2 separate regions of the Sus scrofa genome follow, and region 2 is linked to region 1. Evidence: chromatin contacts called from public HiChIP or PLAC-seq data. All regions are on one chromosome and are shown on one strand. Each heading gives the region's core, a stretch centred on a gene start, on an enhancer-like site or on the middle of the called end of the contact. The rest is flanking DNA. Distances are from core to core; before and after follow the strand shown.

Region 1 (5,711 bases), core at 1,254-3,753:
ACGGGTCCAATGTTAGGCCAGGCCTAAGGGGAAGGTCAACACGTCCTCCACCCCAAACCCGTGGGGAGCGGATTCCCAGGCGGAGCTTGGCCTTTGTAAGGAGCTTAGTGACGATAGAGGCCTGGGGAAAAGTACTCGGCGGGGATTAGAGCTGAGAAGGTGACCCCACGTCACTGTCCTCAGGGCCACGTGGAAGCCACCGTCTCCCCTCTGAAAGCAAAGCAGGGCACACTGACCTGGCCAGAAGATATTTTCAAGGGTGAACTCTATCCAAGAAGAAAGAGCGGCTACTGTATACTCCAGGCTGTGATTCAGGAGAAAGGAATCCAAGGACAGGCTCTTGGGGTTGTTGACTGCTGTGACCAAGTATTCGGAATAGTGGAATAAGGACAGAGAGCACATATACCTATTTATACACACAAAGAAAGAGAGGTAACTTGGGGCAAGGGAATCCAGGCAGCTGTAAGTCGAAGTCCGGATCTGGTCTGAACTGCCCCTGAATTCTAGGATGAGGACCTGCTGTCGTCTGTCTGAGAGTGGCCGTCAGGCACCCACATGTAGCTTTACTCCCTGAGGTTTTAAAGGGACTACGTTTGTGAATGTCACTGGGGGGGGGGGAGAAACCCCAAAACAAGAAACATAGGTTAGGAAGGCATTATGGGCCTGCAGCCTTTTTTTTTTTTTCAATGACACTACACACAGTAAAACATGAAAGAGGGAAGTATCAAAATAAAGTCGTGATGTATGTAAAATACAAAAATTCCAAAAAACTGAAATAATTCCAGCAAAGAAGGATTAGATGGCTCAGAGTATTGATAAGAGGAGATAAAGCTTTTTACCTTGAAGCCACTGGTTCATATCCAGGTCAGGGACTAGAAGGCTCAAGGGACTGAAATCGCAGTGTAGGGAAAAATCCTACACTGGCCGTGGGGGATGCACTAGATGTGACCTAATAGAAATTAGAGACGGAAAAGGCCTGTGAAGACGAGCCAGAGCCTCGCCCCTTCCTGTCACTGAGACCTGCACCCTCTTCTGGGAAGGGCTGGTCACATTACCGAATGTGCTGGGGCGGCAGTAAGGGCACCTGTTGGGGGAGGGGGTTGCCGGGGAGACCTGTTTCCACCTGCAACAGAAGCAACCAAGGGGCACAGGGCACACGTTCTCACGGTCCGAGATGCAGGCACCTAGCATTCTAGCGACCTCCTCTCCTTAGAACCCTCAATAGCCTTCAGCCAGCCAGGGATGCAGAAGGACCGCTACTGACCCTCTGATCAGCCCACCCAGACCTCAAAACTCTCATTTCCGAAGCACTTCTTACCAGCCAAAGTGATTCCAAGAAGACTGGCTAAAACTTAGCAGCACTCCACAGCCAAACACAAAGCCAAGGAAGCAGGCTCGGATGGCTATCTGAAATGGACCCAAAAGAAGCTCAGTCACCTGGCTGTTCTCAGCATACGTCCCGGCTGCAGGAGCATCACCCTACGTCCTGGGATAAGAAGGCCACGGGCAAGTCCGCAGAGCTCATCTGCTCAGAGGTTAGCAGGGTGAAGCAGGGCTGCCTGGGTTCAAACCCCAAGCCCACCCTTCTCTGGCTCTGTGGTCTTAGGCAAGTCGCTTAACGTCTCTGGACCTCGGTTTCCCCATCTACACAGTGGGGATGACAACAGCACCTACCTTTGAGAACAGCTGTGACCATCACCTGAGTAAAGCACTTAAGAGTAAGTGCTGCCCACGTTTTAGCTACCGTCACTATTATTACTGCAATTGCTACTCAGGGCCGTGGGAAAACTGCGTAAACCTAGCTTATTGGCCGGATGCTTCCAAGTCCACGCAGCGAACCTGGTCGGGGGACCCGGGACTCTGCGCCCAGCCCCCTCCACGTAGCTGCGGGGCCTCTGACCTCAGACTTGACAGCAGATAGTTCTCCACACCTTAAATTACATAAAAGAACTCGTGGGCTCCCTCACTCCCCACCGCACGCGTATCTGCCGCAGCTGCAGAACCGCACCAACTGCAATTTGCCACCCACTCCGCCGGGCGGAGGGGGCCCCCCGCCCCCAGCTCCCGAGACTGTAGAGGAGGGGGCCCTCCTGCCACCTGAACTCGCCGATGCTAAAGAACACCGGCCGGGGGAGGCGGTCTCTCTCGCAGGCCGGGCTCTCGGCCGACCCGACCCAGACCTCGACCCCGGGGGACGGTGCCCCTGCGCCGCGCCCAGCCCGCCCGGCCCCGGGCCCTCGCCAGGCCCTGCCCGGCCTGTACCTGGTAGCGCGGCGGCCGGTAGAGCAGCAGCAGCAGCGCGTTGAGCACGGCCACGTAGAGCGCCAGCCCGGTGCGGCCCTGCAGGCCGGCGCGTGTGAGCAGCGGCAGCGCGAGCACGGAGGCGCCCAGCAGGAAGGTGGCCAGGCTGAGGCGCGCCTCAGAGCCTGGCGGAGCCCGCGCCGCGCAGCCCGCCATGGCGCAGGGCGGCGGACGAGCGGGCCGCCGCGCCGGCTGTAGCCCTGGGAAACCCGCCCCCCGCGCCTGCGCACTGCGCCGCCGACGCCGACAGGGAAGGGCAGCCGCCCGGACCTGCGCGCCTCCCGCGCGCTCTCGCGATACCGCCGCGCCGCGGAGCTGGGGCCCGAATTTGGCGGGAGCGCCCCGCCCCGCGGCCCCGCCCCGCGGTCCCCTGGGGGACCCCTCCCCACCCCGAACCAGGCCGAGTGGCAGCCGGCGGGCGGGGCCGCGGGGCGCCTGGGTCCTCGGCCGAGAAGGCGACCCTGGTGTCTGCCAGGAGTCCGCCCCAAACTCCAGAATGTCCCTGTCCGGAGAAATCACCTGAAAGCCGAAGCGAGCCCACCTTCGCCGGCCCCGCGCGGTCCCACCCGCAACTGACACCCCTGGGCAGCGCGCGGGGACGAGCGGGCCACCCGCCTCCACCCCACCGCGCCCCGCGGGGTCCGCGCGCGCAGGCACGGCCGGCCCTCCGCAGAGTCTCCGAGCGCCCGCTGGGGGCCCAGGCTGCGGGGACGCTGCCCTCGGGGAGCCTGAAATCCCAGCGGGCATCCACGCAGCGGGATGACCGCCCACTTCGGTTCGTGTTCAGGAAGAATGTTGGCAGACAGGTGAAATACACAGGACCTATTAAAAAACAGAATGTGCAAAACTTGACAGTGTGGTCCTGACTCCACTTGGGAAAACCAGAGCTTATGTGTGAGCCTGGGGAAATGATTGACACAGAAGCCAATTTCACGGCGGTAATTGTCAGGTGGACTCGGAAACGTTTTACTGTCTTTTTTATATGTTTTTGGATCTTCCATATGGCCCACAATCAATATATATTACTTTTATCATTAGGAATTTTTCCTTACTTTTTTGAAGGATAAATGTCCGACAGAGGGATGGTGGAGGAGAAAGACAAGTAAGCAAATAACTGGAATAAACTCTGGTGGGGTGGGGGTGAGGTTAGAGAGGGAATGAGAGGGACCCCCAGGGAGAGGCCCGTGATTGGGAGGCTTAGGAGCCTGCATGGAAGAGTGTGTGTACTGGCAGCCGTCCTGCCGCTGAAATGAGAGCAAGGGCATCCACAGGGAGGGAGGGGGAAGGCACAGAGTTTGCAGACAGAGGCAGGAGGAAGCAAGCCTGAGCGATAGGGGACAGGCCCCCAGGGAGCCTGGAACCCAGAGTAGTGGGTCAGAGAGCAATAAAGCCAGGTGGGCTGTGAGCGGCAGGGAGCCGAGCTTGCATCTGAACCCCTAGCCACCCTCCCCTCCTCTGTTCCTGGAGGACCTGGCAGGAGACCTGGCATCTGGACAGCTGGGTTTAGAGAAGGATGGAGAGCCAGCCTCAAGGTCAAAGCAACTGTGTGAGCCTCACCTTCCCCGTAAAATGGAGATCCTGGGAGTTCCCATTGCAGCTCAGTGGATTAAGAACCCGACATAGACTCTGTGAGAATGCGGGTTTGATCCCTGGCCTCGCGCAATGGGTTAAGGGTCCAGCGTTGTTGCAGATGCAGCTCAGATCTGGTGTTGCCCTGGCTGTGCCACAGGTCTCAACTGCAGTTCCAATTCCACCCCCGGCCTGGGAACTTCCATACGCTGCAAGTGTGGCCATAGAAAGAAAATGCTCTGTAAACCCTGTGTCATGTTTAAATGTTGCTGGGAAGATATTTGCTAAACTTACTAGATGGGAAGTAACTGAAAGGACATTTCATGTTTCAAAGCCACCCAGTTGCAGTGCCACATGGGAAGGAAGCCTGGACTGTCCCTGGGGGCGGAGAGCCCCAGCTCCTGCCACTGCTCTCAGTTTCTTGGGCCTCCCCCACTCGGCACCTGTCCCTCATCGCCAAGACGTCTTGGGGCCACTAGAGGGTGCATATTGCATCTTTGCTCCTAGGAGTGAGTCTGTCCTGGGACAGAGGGCGGCTCCGAGGAAGTTCTTTTCTCACCAGTTCCTGCACTCCACGCTGACTTAGGGCCCTGATTTACCCTTAGGGACGGTCCCTGTACTGGGGGGCAGAGAGTAGCATGTAATCCAGACAGGAGGGCTTGAGCAAGCCTCTCTCTTCCACTCATCCACTCCCCTTAGACCATACAATCCCTATCACTCCTATCTTGGAGAAGGGAGAAACGAGGAGGCAGTTGCCTCCCAGGTAGAGCCAGACTGGAGGGAAGGGGAATGTGTTTTTTTAATTTATTTATTTTTGTCTTTTTTAAGTGCTGCACCCATGACATATGGAGGTTCCAAGGCTAGGAGTCGAATCAGAGCTGTAACCGTTGGCCTATGCCACAGCCACAGCATCCGAGCCGAGACTGCAACCTCCACCACAGCTCACGGCAACACCGATTCCTTAACCCACCAAGCAAGGCCAGGGATCAAACCTGCGACCATCTGCATGGATACCAGTCAGATTCATTTCCGCTGAGCCACGATGGGAACGCCAAGGGGACGTTTTAGAAGTTGCCAGAGTTGCTGAATTTGTCAGGGACCAAGGTTCACAGAGCAGTGATGGAGAGAATGGCAAAGAAGCAAATTTAGGAGTTCCCGTTGTGGCTCAGCAGTAATGAACCCGACAAGTATCTGTGAGGATGTCGGTTTGATCCCCAGCCCTGCTAAGTGTTAAGGATCTGGCCTTGCCACGCGCTGTGGAGTATGTCGAAGCTGTAGCTTGGATCTGGTGTTGCTGTGGCTGTGGCGGAGGCCGGCAGCTGCAGCCCTGATTCACCCCCTAGTCTGGGACTTCCTTATGCCACAGGCACTGCCCTAAAAATAAGACAAGAAGAAGAAACACATGTATGCACACACTGGCACAGATCCAGAGAAACAGTCACACAGAGAGATCCACATAGAGAAACAGTAATTCACCCAGAGACACAGACAGTAACACAGAGAGGAAAGCAAATCCACTCTGCACTCAGCTCTCCAGTGTCACCCCAGTTTGTCATCCCCCGGGGTTAGAGGAACCCAGAAAAATATAAGAAAATCAAGAAAAGCTACTCAGCAAGGGATGCCTCGCTTTGCCTCCCCACCCACCATAAGCATTTGAATATGTTTTGTTCTGGGAACTGTGAGGCCAGCACAAGGGAAAGCCTTTCTCATGCAGGAAGGTTCCTCTCTAGGGCCTCCCCTCCCCCGCCATCCAGCCACCTACCCATCTCCTGAGGGGGCTGTCCATCCCGGGCCCTAGCGGGGTCCCTGGTATTTTAAAGAGCTTTCAGAACTGTGAGGAC
Region 2 (5,711 bases), core at 962-3,461, 100 kb after region 1:
CCTCCAGAGAGTCCTCCTCAGTGCACCTTCCCCAGAGCTCCCCCAGAGGTCAAATCGGAGCTGCAGCCACCCGCCTACACCACAGTCACAGCAATGCGGGACCCAAGCCACATCTGCGACCTACACCACAGCTCGCAGCAACGCCAGATCCTTAACCCACTGAGCAAGGCCAGGGATTGAACCCGAGTCCTCATGGATACTAGTTGGGTTCATTAACCGCTGAGCCACGAAAGAAACTCCCACTAACCAGGTTCTTAACCCTCTGAGCCACAACGGGAACTCCACCTCTCTCCCCATCTTTAGTAAAGATGTGTGTGTGAAAAGCGCTTCAGACTCTTTGGTGCTAAAAAAGGAGAAACGAGAGCCCAGTGAAGGAAGGAGATGCCATGCGGCTCCGCCGCTCTCCTGTCAGGGAGGCAACGGGGCGGTCCTGGCACACATGCTGGCTAAGAGCTGCAGCCCTCACTGCTGAGCTGACCGGTTGGGGTTTGGGTCCAGGGTGCCGAAGTTCTGGGTTTTCAAGAGAAGCTGGCAATCCAGAGTTTAACGCGAATTCTGCTATTTGACAGGGGGCGCCCGACTGAAATGTTCCAATATAATACAGGCCAGCTCGGGGTCGGGGGATGGACAGAGCAGATGGTGGGCCTGACCCAGGCCCGGGGAACAGTGGGTAACCCCTACTCACACCTCTCCTGCCCCTCTGCCCTTGTGCCAGCCTGCACCTCCTCCCTCCTCGAACCCCAGAAATTTCAGGGAAAGGCAGGTCGGTCTGGGGACCCTTCCTCTCGGCTGACCAGTGGCTCTGATGCTGCCTCTGTGACCAGGCCCACAGCCCCAGCATTCTCTCCGCCCTCCTCCCAGCAATGAATGTCACCCTGTCACCCACAGCCCCTCCCCTTCCACTCCAGCTGCTCCTGCTCCAGACCACGGAGTGAGCCGGCCAGGGCTGGAGCCCACGACTAACCCTGCTTCCCTCTGAAGCAGACACCAAGCTGATGACAGGAACTCTAAGGAGCCACTCCCAGAAGGAGAGCCACCCACCTGGACTCTGGACAAACTTAGCAGAGGAAGTGACACCTGGGCTGAGTCCTGGGGAGGGGGCAGGGCTGAGCCAGGAGCAGGGGGCAGGGGTTGGGGGAATGTTCCAAGGAGAGGGGGCATCTCAGGGGAAGGGCCCAACGCTGGGAGAGCCCGGTGGGTCCAGAGACGGACAGCAATCCGCCAAGGCTGGCCAGTGGCCCGTGGGGCACTCTGGGGGCAGGAGAACGACGGGGGAGCTGGAGCCTAGAGCCAGGAGCTTGATGCCAAGGCCTGGGACTGGGGACAGAGTCAGAGGTGTCCTGGAGGATCGAGAAGCAGGGCTGCTGTGTGGGAGAGTCTCCCTGGGGCTCGGGGTGACGAGGGGTTTCCACATTTGCCTCTGGCTCCCAGCCTACCTCACCGTTGCCCCAAGTCACTCTTCCTAAGCAGGAGTGTGCTCCCTGCTCACACTCCCAGGGCCCCCCCTGCGGAATAAAGAGTCATCCCTAGCCAGGCATTTGAGGGCCCCAGAGGTCTGGAACTCTCCTCACCTGCCCTCCCCCTGCCCTGCAGGGCTCCAAGCTGCACCTGCTCAGACCAGCGCTGTGGGCCGGGCACACCTGCGCCTTCCTACTGCCCTGCCCGCGCCCATCTGTCCGGCGACATCAGACCTCCCCCGGCGGGGGAAGAGGACTCCTGTGCACACGGGAAGCGTGAGCAGATCCAAGCTTCCGGAGGGCACCCCGGCATTAAACTCCAAATGCACAGGCGTGCCCACGCCAGCCGGCCCACAGACAGGAAGCCTTCCCACAGATGTTTCCGCACACGATGAAACCAAGTGTGTTCAAGGTCACTCACTGCAAAGCTGTTTGTCATGCAGAAGACTGGCCATGTCCTAAATGTCCACCAATAAGGAGTTAGACTAAACGACAGCCACCCTGCGCCAGCCCGCACGGCCTCCGGCGAGAGGGAGGAATGGGCTCCGAGCGGCACTGCTGGATGTAGAAAAGCAAAGCGCAGGATGATGGGAACCAGGTGTCTACACCTGCAGGCCCAGCGCAGACAGTCTCTGGAGGGCGGCCAGGGAAACCAGAAGCTTCCACGGCCCGAGAGGGGAACTAGGGACAGAGCTGGAGGGAAACCTCGCTGAGATGCCTCCACGTCTTCTGAATGTGAAACCATGTCAACCCGGGGCTTCCCACTGCAGCTCGGCGGAAACGGAACTGAGAGTAGCATCCAAGAGGAGGAGGGCTCAGCCCCAGGCTTCGCTCAGTGGATGAAGAATCCGGCATTGTCATGAGCTGGGGCTGTGGCACAGGCCAGCAGCTGCAGTTCCGATTCAACCCCTAGCTTGGGAACTTCCATAGGCTGCACCTGAGGCCCTAAAAAGCAAAAAGCAAAAACAAAAAACAAAAAAAACATATTGACCTGGAGTTCGCTGGCAGCTCAGTGTGTTAATTATCTGATCGTCACTGTAGCGGCCTGGGTCACTGCTGTGGCGCAGGTTCGATCCCTGCTTCAGGAACTTCCCATCCAAAAAAAAAAAAAAAAAAAATCTGGGGAGTTCCTGTCGTGGTACAGTGGAAACAAATCTGACTAGCATCTACAAGGACGCAGGTTCGATTCCTGGCCTCACTCAGTGGGTTAAGGAGCCAGCATTACCGTGAGCTGTGGTGTAGGTCGCAGATCTGGCGTTGCTGTGGCGTAGGCCGGCAGCTACAGCTCTGATTCGACCTCTAGCCTGGGAACTTTCATATGCAGCCGATGCAGCCATAAAATAAAATAAATCTGTCAGTGAAAACCATGTCAACCTGTTCGAAGAAATTGATGGTCTTTAAAAATCTCTTCAAAGCACCAGCCCTCAGCAAGGCCTTCCCTGAACTCACCAAGTCAAGACCACCATCTCCTGGACTGGTCGGCGCCCAGCCCCCATCCTACCTTTCTGCCAGTTCCCAGAGGGCAGAAGGGAGGCAGAGGAAGAGGATGGGAGATGCCACTCCAGGAGCAGAGGGCAGGCAAGGGACAGCCTGGGGGGCGGAGGAAGCACCCTGTTCCCCACCGAGTTCCATGTGCCCTGGGGGCAGGCCCTGTCCCTCTGCTCCTCAGAGTCCCCCCCAAGGCTGAGGTGGTGCAGGCCCTACAGAGAGGCCTTTGTACTGGGTCAAACTGTGTCCCCAAAGGACTAGTTCAAGGCCCAACCCCTCAAACCTGTGAATGGGACCTTATCTGAAAACAGGGTCTCTGAGTTCAGGTGAGGTTGGTAGGATGCCCAGTTCCTACGAGCAGACCCTTAGAAGAGGGAAATCTGGACACACACAGGGGAGGCCATGTGCCAACAGAGGCAGAGACACTGGCCAAGGCACCCAGGAACCAGCAGCAGCCCCCAAAGCTGGAAGAGGTGAGGAGGGCTCTTCCTGGAGACGAATGACTCACAGAGGGGAAGTGGCCCTGCCCAGCCCTGGGCTGGGGCTTCTGGCCTCCAGGCTGGGAGAACATTCGCTTCTGTTGTTTGAAGAGTGTGTGGCCACTGTCACAGCGACCCCGGTAAGCCCAGGCAGGCTGCGCCCCTGCAGGCCCCCCACCCGTGAGGCCCCCGCCTGCAGCCAGCTCGGGTCCTGCTCCCTGCGCCCAGCCAGCCCAGGGCAGGCCCCCCAGTATCTCCGATTCTGACACGAAGATGTCAGCGCTAAAATTCAGGCGCCGAGTTCCATGGTAACTGGGGGAAGCTGGGGGTGGTTTCCTTTACCCGCGAGAGAGCAGAGATGGGTGAAGCAGAGGTGGTGGCACCAAGCCCCGGTGGGTTTCTAGGACAGAAAAAGTCCTGGGGATTTCCGTCTGCACCCAAACGCAGGCAGAACCCCTGGGCCTGCGCCAGGGCTGGGTGGGGCAGCCAGCACTAAGGACACCTCCCGGCCTGTGCCGGAAGCTGCCAGGCCCCATCCCTTCTGAAGGAGCCTCCAACCAGATAAAGCAGAGAGGCAATGACAGGTCAGGACAGAGGCTTTCAGACAGACCCCACCCCTACCCACGGGGCGCAGGTGGCAGGCACGGAGGTGCCTTGGAGGGAGTGGCCAGGATCCGAATAGGAATCAGAAGGGGGCCGGGGAGGAGACAGGAGGGGCAGGAGCTGCCATTCGTGGTGAGAAAGGCTTACTTCGGGGCAGGCACCTGCCAGGAAGACCACGTGGGCCGCGGGGCTGGTTCACACCAGGAGCTTCGACTGAGGCCTTGAAGGCCAGGGTCAGGCCAAACACACCACCTTTCTATGGGGGACTCTGCCCAACAGAAGCCCAAGTGGCACTATTTATCGCCTGTTTGCTGTCTGAGAAGGTTCTGGCAAAGTTCCCTCAACCCCTACCACATCCCTCAGAAGAGGTGGCTGGAAAAACAGCTGGGCCAGTTAAGAGTCCCTGGGGCCTCCCAGCCCCAGAGCAGGACAGGGGAGGCACCCAGGGCAGGCAGCCCGCCGACCGGCCCCACTGGTCCCAAGAGCCCAGAGCACCCTGGGCTGAGCAGACAGGACACGAAGCAGCACTCGGCCCACCTGCAGAACCTGCTGGCAGGAGCGAGGGAAGCACCACGGGTGGCAAAGAGGAGCGGCTGCCCCCCAAGGGCTGGACCAAGTGGGCGAGACCTGAGCCTTACTGCCCAGCTCTTCCACATACCCGCGATCCGAGCTGCCAGGAGCCCAGGTAGTCACGCAGAGGCTGGACCTGCCTGACGTCCAAAGTCAGCAGAACTGGGCCAGGCACGAGTGCCCCTGGCCACGTGAAGCCAGCGAGTGCCCTCTACCACCTGCCACAGTGACCCCCCCACCTGGGGGTCAGCAGAGAAGCTGTGTCGGCTGGGACGTCCCAGGTCCAGGGAGAGGCAAGGGGGCAGCTGCAGCCCAGGTGCCCATCCTCCCCCACCCCTAGGACTGGCCCAAGTCCTGCCCTGCGGGGAGCACCCTGACTTCCTGCCTGGTCTAACCAGGAAGAGGCCACCTCACCAATCTGAGAAGTCCACCAGAAGTCGGTTGTCACGGAAACCTCGGTTAGTGTATCATAACAGTGGAGAAGTAAATCCGCGAACACTTCGGCTGCTGCGCCCTGAGGTCAAGGAGACCTCAGAGAGGGCAAGTGCCCACCAGTCAGCTCCAGGGTCTCTGCAAAGGCTGGGCCAGCTTCCTGAGATGCAGACAGGATGCTGGCGACACACGCCAGGGTGCGTGTCACAGCGAGATGTCGCATCCCTGCGCCCAGCTCACGGGAGCTGGCATCTGAAACTGTCCCCGAGGCCACCCCCGAGCTGTAGGGGCCAGTGAACTGGAAGGAAGCGGGAAGCGGGATCGGCCGGCTCCACCAGCCTCGGCCCCACCCCACCTCCCCGCACACACACCTTCCCCTCCCCTCAGGTGCACCGGCTGCCAGGACGCCCCCCGCCTCCTGGGCAGGGCCTGCACTTCTATTTGTCCCTCGCTGGGTTTGGGGGGAAGACCAGCCAGCAGAGTGGCCCTGGTGCAGATGCCACAGCTAGGGCCCCTGGAGAGGAAGCTAGATGCGTCATGATTGTCACTCAGCCCCAGGGCCACCCCACACAGAGCCACTCTTGCAGGATCCCGGTCAACCAGGCAGCATTACAGCCGGCATGAATGAAGGAAGCCACACACAGACCAATCAAGGGCTTCCTTCCTAATGTGCCGTCCTGGC

The links. HiChIP or PLAC-seq counts read pairs in DNA pulled down with a chosen protein or histone mark.
Region 2: an H3K27ac HiChIP or PLAC-seq map of alveolar macrophages shows a contact between it and region 1. The contact joins the enhancer-like site here to the promoter of ICMT in region 1. A contact is called at or near these places in 1 of 5 promoter capture datasets (liver), 17 of 47 Hi-C or Micro-C datasets (blood, brain, embryonic fibroblasts and 9 more) and 2 of 2 datasets of contacts at active chromatin or transcription factors (alveolar macrophages and skeletal muscle).

The regions. Positions count from the first base shown.
Region 1 is chr6:67,123,405-67,129,115 of Sscrofa11.1, forward strand. ICMT (isoprenylcysteine carboxyl methyltransferase) reads right to left here and starts at 2,504. Exons shown (of 5, transcript NM_001244481.1): 1 at 2,263-2,504; 2 at 1,319-1,407; 3 at 237-406. The coding sequence starts at 2,457.
Region 2 is chr6:67,227,315-67,233,025 of Sscrofa11.1, forward strand. The region is part of intron 1 of ACOT7 (cytosolic acyl coenzyme A thioester hydrolase); the gene reads right to left. Among named protein-coding and RNA genes, the nearest start is that of ACOT7, 24 kb to the right of the region's middle. Within about 2 kb of position 2,212, at least 22 of the 83 cell types and tissues checked have an H3K27ac peak or open chromatin away from gene starts, as enhancers often do. A contact at or near this core is called in alveolar macrophages, omental adipose tissue, retroperitoneal adipose tissue and 1 more, where this site is marked.